Linked DNA regions of Hordeum vulgare: region 1 is linked to region 2. The links are chromatin contacts, called in public Hi-C maps. All regions are on one chromosome and are shown on one strand. The core of a region is the stretch at or near the end of the contact, and the rest is flanking DNA. Distances in the headings are between cores, read along the strand shown. Region 1 holds the start of LOC123401101 (4-hydroxyphenylpyruvate dioxygenase). Region 2 has its middle 45 kb from the start of LOC123402161.

Region 1 (6,331 bases), core at 772-3,271, 330 kb after region 2:
TACCTTACACACGCACCATGTGATGCAGAACTCAAAATCTGTTCTTTATTTTACTTGCAAGCAAGATTGTACAACAATGTCAACGCTACATTTTCTTCATGTGTGAGCCCCTCTACCATCCATTACACCCATCATACATAGGATACATCTGTCTTCAGCTTCACCAATTATAACATTGATATAATTGTGCGACGCATATTACAAACAACATTGTTTTCTTTTGCTCCATGAGACCATGATACAAGGACCAGCTTCTATCCTATGATCCCTGAACTGCAGCAGATTGCTTGGCTTCAAGGGACTTCTCGTAATCTTCAATGGACTTGAACAGCTCGGAGAAGTTGCCTTTGCCGAACCCGCCGCAGCCACCCTTCTGGTACTCTTCCCCTCTCTCGTCCTTCTCCATGCACCCGATCCTCTGGATCATCTCCAGGAACAAGGTCGGCCTGAACATAATAGCTGATGCAGTTAGATTTGGAAGCACGGGGAGTAGAGCAAAGATGCAGCTAGAATGTATTAGAGCACTGAACCTCACATTACTGAATTATAGCATAACTGATACTACCTCCTGAACCTAATCCTGTGCTAATCTATGGCGCGAATTGGGAATATACGTTGGCTTTCCTCTATGCACAGGGAACTTTATTCCCCTTTTAGTTCTGGCAATCTTCATAAAGGTGCATCATGCATTTGAACTAAAATACTTCCAATAGGATCATGGCACTCACTATCTTATGATTCAACTCTGTATCCTAACACCAACTTTCATACTCGTACTTTTCTGCAGCATCACACATGGATCATGTAATGTATAAGCCAAAATCAAAGTGGAGAAAGCTTGTGTCTTTAGTTTTTACCTGTCCCCTACTGGCTTGGTGAAGATTTGGAGCAACACCCCTTGGTCGTCCCTATCGACGAGCACACCCAGCTCCTGGCATTCCTTGATCTGCGCCTCCGAGAGGACATCCCCGGCAAGGCGTCGCACGCCTTCGTAGTACTTCGGCAGCGGGGGTGGCAGGAAGTCGAAGCCGCCCATGGCGGAGCGCGCACGCATCTTCCTGAGCGTCCTGAGCACGTCACTGCTGGCCACCGCGATGTGCTGCACGCCCGGGCCGCCGTGGTGTTCCAGGAACGTCTGTATCTGGCTCCGGCGCTTGGTGCCGTGCACCGGCTCGTTGAGCGGCAGCAGCACGCCCTCCGAGTTGTTGGCGAGCACCACCGAGTTGAGCCCGCTCTCGGTCGTGCCCACGTCCTCCGCCGTGAACTCGGCGAACTCGTGGAACCCCGTGAACCCGGCGATGTAGGCTGCGGCGGGGGCAAGCTCCGGGACGTTGCCGACGACGTGGTCGAACCGCGTCAGGCCGTAGTCCACGGCGTCCGGGTTGGTCACGCCCTCGAACCCCGGCAAGAAGGGCACGTCCGTGCCGTCCGGGTGGCTGACGAAGCGGAGCACGACGTCGCCGTAGAGCTCGACCTCCGCGAAGCCGAAGCCGCGGCCGAGGTCCACGGGGGCGAAGGCCGGGCGCGCGCCCCCGTCGACGCTGGCGCGGAAGGCCTCGGCGGCGTCTGCGACGCGCAGCGCTACGGAGCGCACCGCGATCCCGTGGTCGGCGGAGAACCGGCGCGCGGCGTCGGCGGAGAAGGAGGGCAGGGAGGCGGTGGCGGCGTCGCAGCCGTTGGCGTAGGGCGCGGTGAAGAGGAAGGCGAGGGAGCCCGAGCGGAGCAGCTGGGAGGCGTGCGCGGAGTTCCCCGTGGAGAGGTCGGACCTGGCGGCGAGCGGCGCGCCGAGCGCGAACGCGAAGCGGCCGGCGGCGGAGGCGGCGTCCGCGCACCAGAACTCGACGTGGTGGAAGGAGAGCGTGTGGAAGCGGTCGCTGCGCGGGTTGAAGCGGACCATTCGGTGCGGTCGCGCGTGCTCCGGCGTCACCGCGGCGGCGGCGCCGGTAGCCGCGGGGGTGGTGGGGGTGGGCGGCATGGTGTGCGTTCGCTTCTTGGTCGCGTGTGGTAGTGGCTCGGGGTTATCAGTTAGAGTACAGGAGAAGTGGGGGGTAATAAAGGGCGGACATGGCGCCACGTGGGCTCGGGGTTTAGTGGTGGCGGGTGCGATTTGTCTTTTGGCGTTTGGTGGTGTGGGGGCTCGAGCTAGTGTGATGGAGGGGATGGGTTTGCTGACTGGCCTAGGGTAACGTACAGCCAAGCACAGCTAGAAATGTTACTACTGTATTTCACAAACAAAAATACAGCTAGAAATATTATTTATTTCAAAAGGTAAGTACAGCTACAAATATAGCGAGGTCCATATTCTTTCCGTTGGTAGTGGTCCAAAAAATAAGTACAGGTAGAAATAAGCTGGGAGGACTCCCTCAGTCCGATAAAAAGTGTATATATATAAATATTTTAGAACAAATTGTAAAATGAAGTAAAAAAAATTCATTGAAAAGGTGCAAGCCATCATCTTTTTCCTTTTAAATTAGGGAAACGTTATAAATCATCCGGCGGATCGCACGCTGGCATCCGTCCTCTTCTTTACACGCCACGTGGCTCATGATCATCATCAGAAGTTTTTGCAACTAGCATGTTGTTGCAATTTCTCATCGCAACAACGGCTCTGTTGCAGGATCTGAATCCTTGAAATTAGATAGTACAACAACGCGACCCTTCTGCAGCATAATCTCAATTACAAAAAAAAATTGCAACGGAACTTCAGTTGCAAAAAGAAATTACAATACGATCTTTGTTGCAAAAAAATCTGCAACAAAACCGTAGTTGCAGAAAAACTACAACTGGGCCTAAGTTGCAAAAGTGAAGAAGTTGTTCTGTCGCTCGATCTGCAACAGATCTGACGGCTCGCGAGCTGACGGATATTTTATAAAATCCGTCGGCTGACGCGTAGCACGCCCCTTTAAATTAAGCAACCTCCAATGAGCTAAGTGCACGTATAAATTAAAGAGACTCTGTAGAATGTATTGGTCTTGATTACCGTGTGATGAGAGAGAATCATTTTTTTCTACTTTAAAATGTATTTGAAAAGATAAAAGTACACTTTTTATGTACTTTAAAATGTATTTGAAAAGATAAAAGTACACTTTTTTATGGACAAATTTTAAGGCTAAACGGATACTCTTCACCGGACGAAGGGAGTACGGGACTAGAGGAGGATCAGACCCGTCTGACAATTGAAAGGGGGCAGATGTCTATTGAAAGGGGGCAGATGTCTGAATACAACTATTTTTCGGTTTGAGACTAGATCGTACAAGAGAGGCGAGTCTAGAACATTAATGGAGTCATGATGTAGCACAAGTAACACTGATGGATGATATGAATAGCTTTGAACGGCAAGATAGTATAAGTGAAGATCACAATAATAGTCAATACAATGATGATAAATAATTGTTAAACATGATATACCAAATTCTCTCTCTAACTTTTCTCTTGCAAATAATATGTCAAATTTTTGATATTTTTTCTCAAGAATGCTACTCATTCAAGCTTTCCAATGTACATAAAATCACTCAATTCCAAGTTCGTATGAGGTGTCAAAAATTCAAAAATTGAATTGAAAAATAATGACAAATTGTGTTTGCGAACTTCGGAGGGCAAAAGGTACTATTTGGAAGCTGATTTGGAAGTGATAATAATGAACTAGCATAATGAACTATTTAGAAGCAGCTCGTTGATAGCTTGAATTTTAGTACTCATGGAGTCAAAACGGTCTTCGTATGAGGGAGATATGCCTATTTTACTAAATACCGCGTGTCGTTGGTATAAGCCTGACAGTAGATGTGTAGGGTACGTATGAGATGGACAGAGTCCTAGCTACGGCAAGGTTGTATGAGTTCAGGCCCCTCTGCGGTGGAGGTAACGACCCTACGTCTCAGTGCTCTCGGAGCTTGTTGTCGAGTGGAATATGGAATACAATGATTTTCTAACCCCTCTACCAGTGGGGGAGGGCGGCTTATATAGAGTGCGCTGCCCTCCACAACGGTTCCGGTACAGGGGTGGAGTAGTGGGGATTGAATGCGTACGTTACAGGTAACGTATGCTCTAAATGCTAATAAATGCACCCGGAAACGTACGGCCGTTTCCCTCCAGAAAGGTTACGATGTACCAAGTGTATCCAGTCGGTTAGCTTGGTATCCTCCGAATGCTAGTCTCCGACTGGATGATTGAGGACCTGTTACCGACTGGATGATGGGGACTCCTTAATTCAGACGGGACTGACTAAGGGCCCTGTCCTTTGTGAGGGGTAGTCCTTGGGTAGGACCTGCATGGCAGGCCTATGACCCTACCCTAGGACTATGACCCCATCATTAGTCCCCGAATGGATTGGGGTTGGAACGACGAAGCGATGCTTGAAGTTTGGATCCGACTGGATTAGATTTGGCTTGGGCGTTGCTTGCCTCGATCCATTTTATCTTTTCTGACCAACGATCCGAGTGGAAGCGCCCGCGAAACAGACTGTCGGAAGCCGAGTGCTTCCGCGGCATCTTTTGACGCGACTAGTCAACTCACAGCGGTGGATTTTCCGGGATCTCAAATTTCGGGTTCCGCGCGCTCAGCGGGGATGACGCCAGCGCACTCGAGTAGCGCCTGACGCCTCGATTCTCGCGCCTTCAACTCCTCCACTGATATCGCCGCGGCCGGTCGGGCGGATAAGGTTTCGGGGCCACCCGTCAGTGACCCAGTCGGAACCCTATTTAAATCTGGGCGGCGAGGCTTCTTCGTTACGCTCGCCGAATCTTTCGCTCTCGCCTGCTCCGTCTTCCTCGCCACCTCCAGTGCTCCTACACTCCTTCCTTCTCCTTCCTCCCGAGGGTTCGCCGTCGCCTCCATGACCAAAGGTCAGACCAGCAAGATGGAGGCGAGGAAGAAGAAGGGCAAGGCGGCGGCGCCTGCTCAGCGGCGGCAGCGGCCCCTGCCGGCGGGGTGGATTCAAGGTGATTTCCTCCCCTCCACGGTGACGGAGGGGGATCTGTTGCAGCTGGTGGAGCACGGAATGATCGTGCATAAGTCCTGGAGGCTGCCGGCGGAGAATGAGGTCGAGCCGGCGCCCCGGGAGGGGGAGCGCGTCTTGCTTCTCAGCCACGTCCATCGAGGTTTTTCTTTACCCCCGCATCCTTTCTTCAAGGGCATCATGAATCACTTCGGTGCCCAACTTCACCATTTCCCTCCGAATGCCATCGCCCACCTTTCTGCCTTTATAGTCTTGTGCGAGTGTTTCATTGGTTGTCCCCCCATTGGGGGTTGTTCAAGCACATATTTTCTGCTAGATCCCAGACCATCAAACGACTTAGCCAGTCGGATGATAAAACACATCTTCTCCAGCTCTGCGGGGGTCTAGGTTTCCAGAAAAAGAGTCGGAGCAGTTATCCTGCTCTCCAGTTATGTGAGTCGGTCAGGAACAGGCAGTCGACGTGGTTCTACTGCCAGGATATCGCCTGTCCGAATGCTTCGACAGGGCTGCCTCCCTTCAGTCTGGATCGGCCTGCCCCACCTAAGCAACTCGCGCTCACGAGGGCGGAGAAGAATGACGTCCAGCCCTTGGTTGAGGCACTCGTGGACGTCGTTAGGAAGGGGGTCACCGGCATAGACTTGCTGGAGGTCTTTCTTGGTTGACGGATCCAGCCTCTGCAGGCTCGTGACCATGCCATGTGGCATTACAGAGGCCCCGAGGACTCCACTCGGACTAACGTGGTGGCCGTGTCTGAGGAGAGGGTGACCTCGTGGGTGCTCCAAATCACGGGCCCCTGCGAGAATCCCAAAGGATCTCGGCGAGTGAGGCCTTACAGCGCGGATCATCCTCCACCGAATCAGGTGAGTGACATTGCCGAGTGCACTGAACTGTCCCAATCCTTGTCGTTTGTCTATATCTCTGTGTGATGTCTGATATTGCCAACTGAAATTTATGCAGGAGTGGACCAACTGGTTCTCCCCCGTCTCGAACGGGAATCCGGCGGAGGAAGAGGAGGAAGGCAGCCAAGAGGGCAGCGTGGAGAGCGCCGAATACGTCTCCGACAGCGGGGAATCGGAGGAGGAGACCAGCGAGGAGGAGGAAGAAGACGAAGAGCAAGACTCGCCACCTCCGAACCTAGAGCATCGGACCAAGCGCCGACACAAGCCCGCCGTCCCCTCGGCTCCTCCCGCGTCCTCGAGTGCTCCGCCTGCTGCTCCGGTGGTCCCGAGTGTTCGAAGCACTAAGAGGACCAGGGATGCCGCCGCTGAGCCTGCGGGTCAGTCTTCTAAGGTGGCCAAGCCGAGTGGGCCTAAGCCTCGGAAGGCTCTGCCGCGAATGAGGGTTGCTGTCCCCGTCACCTCTACGTAAGTGTACACA
Region 2 (6,462 bases), core at 2,005-4,504:
TTCTTCGCATGCAATAAGTTGTGAGTGCGCTTTCTAGTTGCGAACTAAGTAGAGTTTTCCTATTGTTTTTCATTGTTTTTTTTTATGTTTTTCTTTTCTTTTTGATAATTTGTTTTCGTTTTTATTTGTTTCTTTTCTTATCCTTCTTTTGTTTGGTTTTCTTTCTTGTTCTCCATTTTTGTTTTTCTTAAGAGTTGTTATCTTTTTCAGTCTACATTTTTGTACATGTCAAAATAACTTTTTTAATAAGTGGTCCACATTTTTCTATACATACGTTCAACATTGTTCGTATGCATTTAAAAAAATCAGATACTTATTCACCCTGGTATAAACTGAGTCGGGACATGATTTGTTTTGGATGTTGTAATTTTACCGCCCACGCCTCGTAATCTTACATCACCGACATGATGCAAACTTATCTCGCACATATTAAATTCTTACCGGCATGTTATAATATTACCACACCTCACACATGCATGTGGTAATCTTACCACACATGCATGACACATTTGTTTGTCATGGTGAATGTTATGGAGCCCTTAATTACACACCATAATATTACCTTACATACATTTTAGTTCTTATGGGACCATAGAGTGCGTGAGAAGGTGGGGTTAGAAATAACAATTCTTCACCTAGGATGGTAAATAGTCAATCTCTGCAAATATTTTTAAGATATGAAGAAAATTATAAAAATAAAGCGAAAAATGAGAACAAAAGTGTGGCTGGACCCGCTCATCTGGGGCTCCCCCAGCGCGCTACCCACTGGCTTGCTTAAAGCGAGAAATAGGGGCACCTCAACCAACCTAGTAAGCTACGGAATACTAACAATCCATTTCTTTCAGACTGAGTCTTTGTTTCGATTGCGGATTTTTGGTTGTCGGGTCATAGGAAGCCAAGTTTTATCGAAATGTTTAGAAATCATTTTCTTTCACCTTTTTACAAATTCTTAAAAAAATACATTGATACATAGGGATGTATACTGGATCTTTTCTTAATTTTCATGATGAAATACGATTTGTTGCAGGTAAAAAAACAGTAGAATTGTTTTTTTCTGTGTTTAGCACACACCAACGTATTCCATCATGAAACTTCACAAAAGAAAGTACGCATTCTTATGTACATGTGTATTTTCTTCAGAATTTAAAAAAACAATTAAGCATTTTATTGGAAATTTCTGTATCATTTCTTCGTTTCTAGAATCTTGCAAGTGATGAAGAATATTTGAAGGGGGGCTCAATTTTTTCTTTTGAGGTTGGACATTGCACTGCTGTTTTTGCTATACCTGCGTCTTTTGGCAGCTTAAAACATAAGCCGCTCCTTCAGCATTTACATAAACCACCTTCCTTATTCACTGAAGCTTTAAGTAAGTTTTGAAATAATTTATTTAAAAGTATTAAAAATTTAAGCTGAGAAGAGTCAATTTATTGTTTAAGCCGCCCAAACGAAGTGGCTCTTACTCTCAGCCGCAGCAAGATAGAAGCGGATTCTCACTCAGCGGCCGCCTCGTGTAGCTACCATTGGGACGTAGTAGCCTCGCAGGTGGTCGTTCGTTTCTTCCTAATTCTCTTCTTTGTTTGTTCTGTTTTCTTCATGTTCTTATTTTGTACATTTCTTTATGTATTTGAAATGTTCTAAAAAGTAATGTACTTTTTTTTTAAACCCATGCGTTTGAATAAGGCAGTTTGTTTCTTGGGTTTAATTTTTTGTAAATGTTTGTATTATTCAGAAAATATCTATGACTTCTGATTAATGTTCGCACATTTCTATTTTTTTCATGTATAACTAATTAGACAATGTAAAAAAGTTCATGTATTTCAGATTTTTTATTTTATATGATTAAAAAATATTCATGACAATTCAGAACATGTAATGTTTGTTGCATTTTTATTAAAAAATGTGCAATGGAAAAAATGTTTTGATGATTTTTCGAAAAATGTTTACTGTGTATTCAAAATAAGGTTTAATTCAGGAAAGTTGTACTTCCTCCACAAATAAATATAAGAGTGTTTAGATCACTATTTTAATGATCTAAATGCTCTTACATTTATTTATAGAGGGAGTACATGATAACTTGATTCACGCACACCGATGGTAGGACTCATGCATAGATTTTATTTCTTTACTAAAAGAGGTCGTTTTTAGATGCAGCAAGTAAATTTTTTTAGTTGTGCGCGTACTAAGTAATACCCCTTTATAAATAAATATAAGATTTTTTATTTATAGATGACTAAAGTAAGTAAGTATGGATGTCAAGGGAAGCTAGAATTAATTTAAAACATGGAAGTAAGAATTTAAAAAAGTCACGATCAACCAAGAAAAGATGCTCGACGCACACAAGCACGCGAAACATCACCATCGGGACAGAGATACACACTTGGGTTCTTCTTGTTATAGAAACTTCGAAAGTCGGTGACCGGCGAGAGCCGCCATGGTATGGAAAAGAAGCATGAATCAAGAAGATGACCTTGTTCTGTTTAGCTGACTCTCGACCAGGAGTAATATATGGGAGGCATGCGTCAAATGGGAACCCTATTTAGTGCCATAGGCGCCCGTTAAAAACAAATTTTGCAAACCGGCGCCTGCAGCGCTCCGCCATCGGCTCGTCCATTTAGAGATCCGATTTGTGTTTTATCCCGTGAACCTTTGACTAAATTGATGAACTTTTTTAAAAATCGGTGAACTTTATTTTAAATCGATGAACATAATTTAAAATTCGTGTGCTTTTATCAAAATCAATGAACTCTTTTTAAAAATTGATGAACTGTTTAAAATTAATGGTTTTTCCGAATTCTGTGAAGTTTTGAAAATGCATAAACATGCTTGAAAAATAGTGGACTTTGTTTTAATCATTCAACGTTTTTCGTCAATCTGATTTAAAAAAACACTTTTTCGATTTTTAAAGACCAACATATTCTACATGGGCCGGCCTACGAAAAGGAGTGTTGCAGGCGCCGGTTTGCCTTCAGCGCCGTATAGGACCTCCCTTGCGTCAAAGGACACAACGCTCATCCTCGACAAAGTTGCGTGAGAAAGTTGGGCCGAGAGCGAATGTGGGCTGACGGCAGCATGAAAAGCCGTCGGAAAATATATGTCGGCACGATCATCCTCCTCACCCATGTCTGCTTTAGAAAAACACAGTACAGTATATAAATTCGTGGTGAGGAACAATGGCGCTCGTCCCGTGCCCTCGCGGACTCCCGGACGCATGCTGCCGCCATGAAACCACGGATTAACGGTCCGTCTGTCTAGAGCCAACGGGTGGCAGGTCGAGAGGGTTTGTTCACAGAGGTCGATGCATTACCAACGGCGTACCTCGGGCAGCGTAGATGCGTCCTGCCGCACGCGATCGGTCCGTGCACGACCGACCGACCGATTTGTTTGAACATTTCGCCACGGCAAGCCAGGTAACTCTTCGTTGATGCAAGCGACAGTTATACCGTCCATCACTTGACGACGAGCCTGAGCCACACGTACGCCAACGAGTAATAAACAAACGAAACTAGTAGAGCTCACGAATTCCAGCCGGTCTGATAATGACCACGATGGACGACCTGCGTGCTGCTAGTCAGAAAAGAACACCGAATACGCGTGGAATGAGGCTTTCACTCTTGGGATCATATCAACGGAAGCGACCCGTCGTATCTATTCAAAGATCGTATTGTAGTAGTACGTGGTTGATCTGCAGATCTGCACTGCGCTTGCTAGTAGCTTCACCGTTCCGCTCTCCTTTTCTCTCAAAAGGCCGAGCAGTCCAACCCATCCATTCGTCCGTCCTTGACTCTTCGGCGATGGCGAAAGAGCACGCCGGCGATGCCTCGAGAGTCGCGCGTCGCTCTCGGCCGGAGGAACCGCGAATATGTATCTGCTTGTACATGCCGTGGTACGGAAGGGGCGCGCCAAAGAAAGAATAAAGGTGATGTGCCCTTTTGCTACCGCTTGAAATGAGTGCTGGAAGCAGCTTTGGGGTGGCATTAGACGAACAAGATAAGCTTGTTTAGTGGATCTTCTTTCGGCAAAGCAAAGATGGCGCGCAGCTGGAGTCAAAGAGCAGGAGGATCTCGACATCTCGTTACCTGTTCTTGTTCGGATACATACCGGAGGCCGATGAAAGGCGAGAGGAAATGGAGTAACCTGAGGAGACGGAACGTGCTTGGCTTGCCCATGCATCGGAACAGCAAGATGGTGGGCGGGGAAGTGGTGATGTGCACGGCACACGTCTCGTGATTCCGGACTCCCTGTCTAGATAGATCACTGTGCTGTGATTGTCTGCTTCGTTTTGTCTTCGGTTTTATCGCCTCGGTCGAACGAACACGGCAGCATGCATCCATTGTACAGCTGCTCGTGGCGTACTTCTGGGTCGACAAGTATTGGTGCTGCACACGCGGCACGCAGTAACTGCGGCCTCCCTGCCGGTGATGGTGTGGTGTCGATATGCTCCAGCTAGACATCCATGCAGGAAAGCACGTACGTACCATACGTGTTACGGGTGCATGTGAAACATGGCGGCGTCGGCTGGCAGCTAACAGTATATTTTGTACAGGAAAATAGTGCTCCCTCCGTTTTTAAATATAAATCTTTTAAAAAAATTCATTAAAGAACTATTTACGGAAATAAGTGAATCTATATTTTAAAAATATGTCTACATACATTTATATATTTTTTTAATATTTTTTTAAAAAAACTTATATTTAGGAACGGAGTAAGTATAGTACATGCATGAGACGCTTCCAGTGGTTGAGGAGTGCATTACATGCATGTGCCACCATGTCGGAAGAGGAACACATCCTCCATCTACTTAGATGTAGCAGCCGATCTGAATTCATTGATTGGTGTCCATGGGCAATGGCTACGGGGTAGAGATGAATTTAATCGATAAATGGCATGGTACGACTTGTCAGTAATCAGGTCTCAGTGAGCTTAATCAACTAGAGTAGCTATTGGGAGTGAGACAAACTCACAACCACCGACGTTTCAGCTGTTGTTGGCAGCACTTGTGTGAGTCTTTGAGACGTATTCCATCACCGGCTAAGAGCATCTCCAAAAGCCGCGCTTCGCGCCGCCCTCAAAAAATGTATTTACAGCGCGCGCCGGTTAGTTTAGCGCAGGGATAGGCGCTGGCTCCAACAGCCGCGCTATAATGCAGCGCACGCGTCGCTCCAGCAGTGTCCAAAAATGCAGCAGGCACAAACCACATATATACATTTCAAAAAATAAGAGAAAAACGATCAAACAAACAAAATAAATCAACAATAAATAGTTATTACAACTCAAACAAATAGTTTATCGTTCAGTACAACAAATAATGTAATAAACACAACCAATAGTTCATGAACAATACAATACAAATAATGCAATCAAATCATGCTCTTTGTCGTCCATGCCATGCCCACCACTCTTCAATCAGATCCTTCTGAAGATCATTGTGTGTTGCGGGACGCCGAATGGCATGATACGAGGCAACAAAACGGGCTACCCTTTCGGCCCTTCGTCGCACTCGCACGGGATGTCCCAAGAGCTCATACTGTGAGTAGTCTACATCTTGACCACGCTCATTCTCGATGATCATGTTGTGCATGATCACACAAGCGTGCATGATGTACCAAAGCATTTTTTGATCCCAAAATCTAGCCGGTCCTCTCACAATAGCAAATTGGGCTTGCAAAATCCCAAATGTTCTCTCCACATCTTTTCTAGCAGCCGCCTGAGCATTGTGAAAATCAAGATTTTTCTTACCTTCTGGCTTTTTCAACGGCTTCACGAAGGTTTGCCACTTTGGATAGATGCCATCCGCTAGATAATAGCCATAGTTGTACGTACGGCCATTTGCTACAAACTACACCGGTGGCAACTCACCATTCGCAATCTTATTTATCAGTGGTGACCGGTTGACAACATTGATGTCATTCAAAGATCCAGGCATTCCAAAGAATGCATACCAAATCCAAGTCTCATGATCGGTCACCACTTCAAGGATTATAGTGGAACCCTTTTTTTGGCCGTGGAATTGCCCTTGCCATGCCTTTGGACAATTCTTCCAACTCCAATGCATGCAATCTATTGAGCCAAGCATGCCAGGAAAGCCGCGAGATTTGTTCATCGCCAATAGCCTTGCGGCGTCTTCAGCAGTGGGAGATCTCAAATAGTCCTCGCCAAACACTTGCATAATTCCCACTTCAAAGCGCTTGACACACATGATGGCTTGGCTCTCACCCATAGCCAAGTGATCATCAACTAAATCAGCCGGGATACCGTATGCCAACATACGCAAAGCGGCTGTCACCTTCAGAAAGGTGCTATGCCCGAGCTCTCCGACGGCATTCCTCCTTTGCTGGAAAAACAGGTCATGGCTCGCTAGTTTCTCTGTAATGCGTTTGAACAAGTCTGTGCTCATCCTAAACCGGCAACGAAAATACGACTCCGGGTATGTGGGATTCTCCACGAAATAGTTCTTCATCAATC

Evidence for each region. A called contact is a pair of places that touch in the nucleus more often than the background predicts.
Region 1: a contact with region 2 is called in a Hi-C map of seedling, with 3 times the contacts expected there. The contact joins the promoter of LOC123401101 here to the enhancer-like site in region 2. A contact is called at or near these places in 2 of 6 Hi-C or Micro-C datasets (leaf and seedling) and 1 of 1 datasets of contacts at active chromatin or transcription factors (embryo).

Annotation. Positions count from the first base shown.
Region 1 is chr6H:107,272,788-107,279,118 of MorexV3_pseudomolecules_assembly, forward strand. It overlaps LOC123401101 (4-hydroxyphenylpyruvate dioxygenase), which reads right to left and starts at 2,022. Exons shown (of 2, transcript XM_045094823.1): 1 at 858-2,022; 2 at 21-446. The coding sequence starts at 1,975. The coding sequence ends at 260.
Region 2 is chr6H:106,942,492-106,948,953 of MorexV3_pseudomolecules_assembly, forward strand. No RefSeq gene overlaps it. Among protein-coding and RNA genes, the nearest start is that of LOC123402161, 45 kb to the right of the region's middle. Within about 2 kb of position 3,255, at least 3 of the 3 cell types and tissues checked have open chromatin away from gene starts, as enhancers often do. A contact at or near this core is called in leaf and seedling, where this site is marked.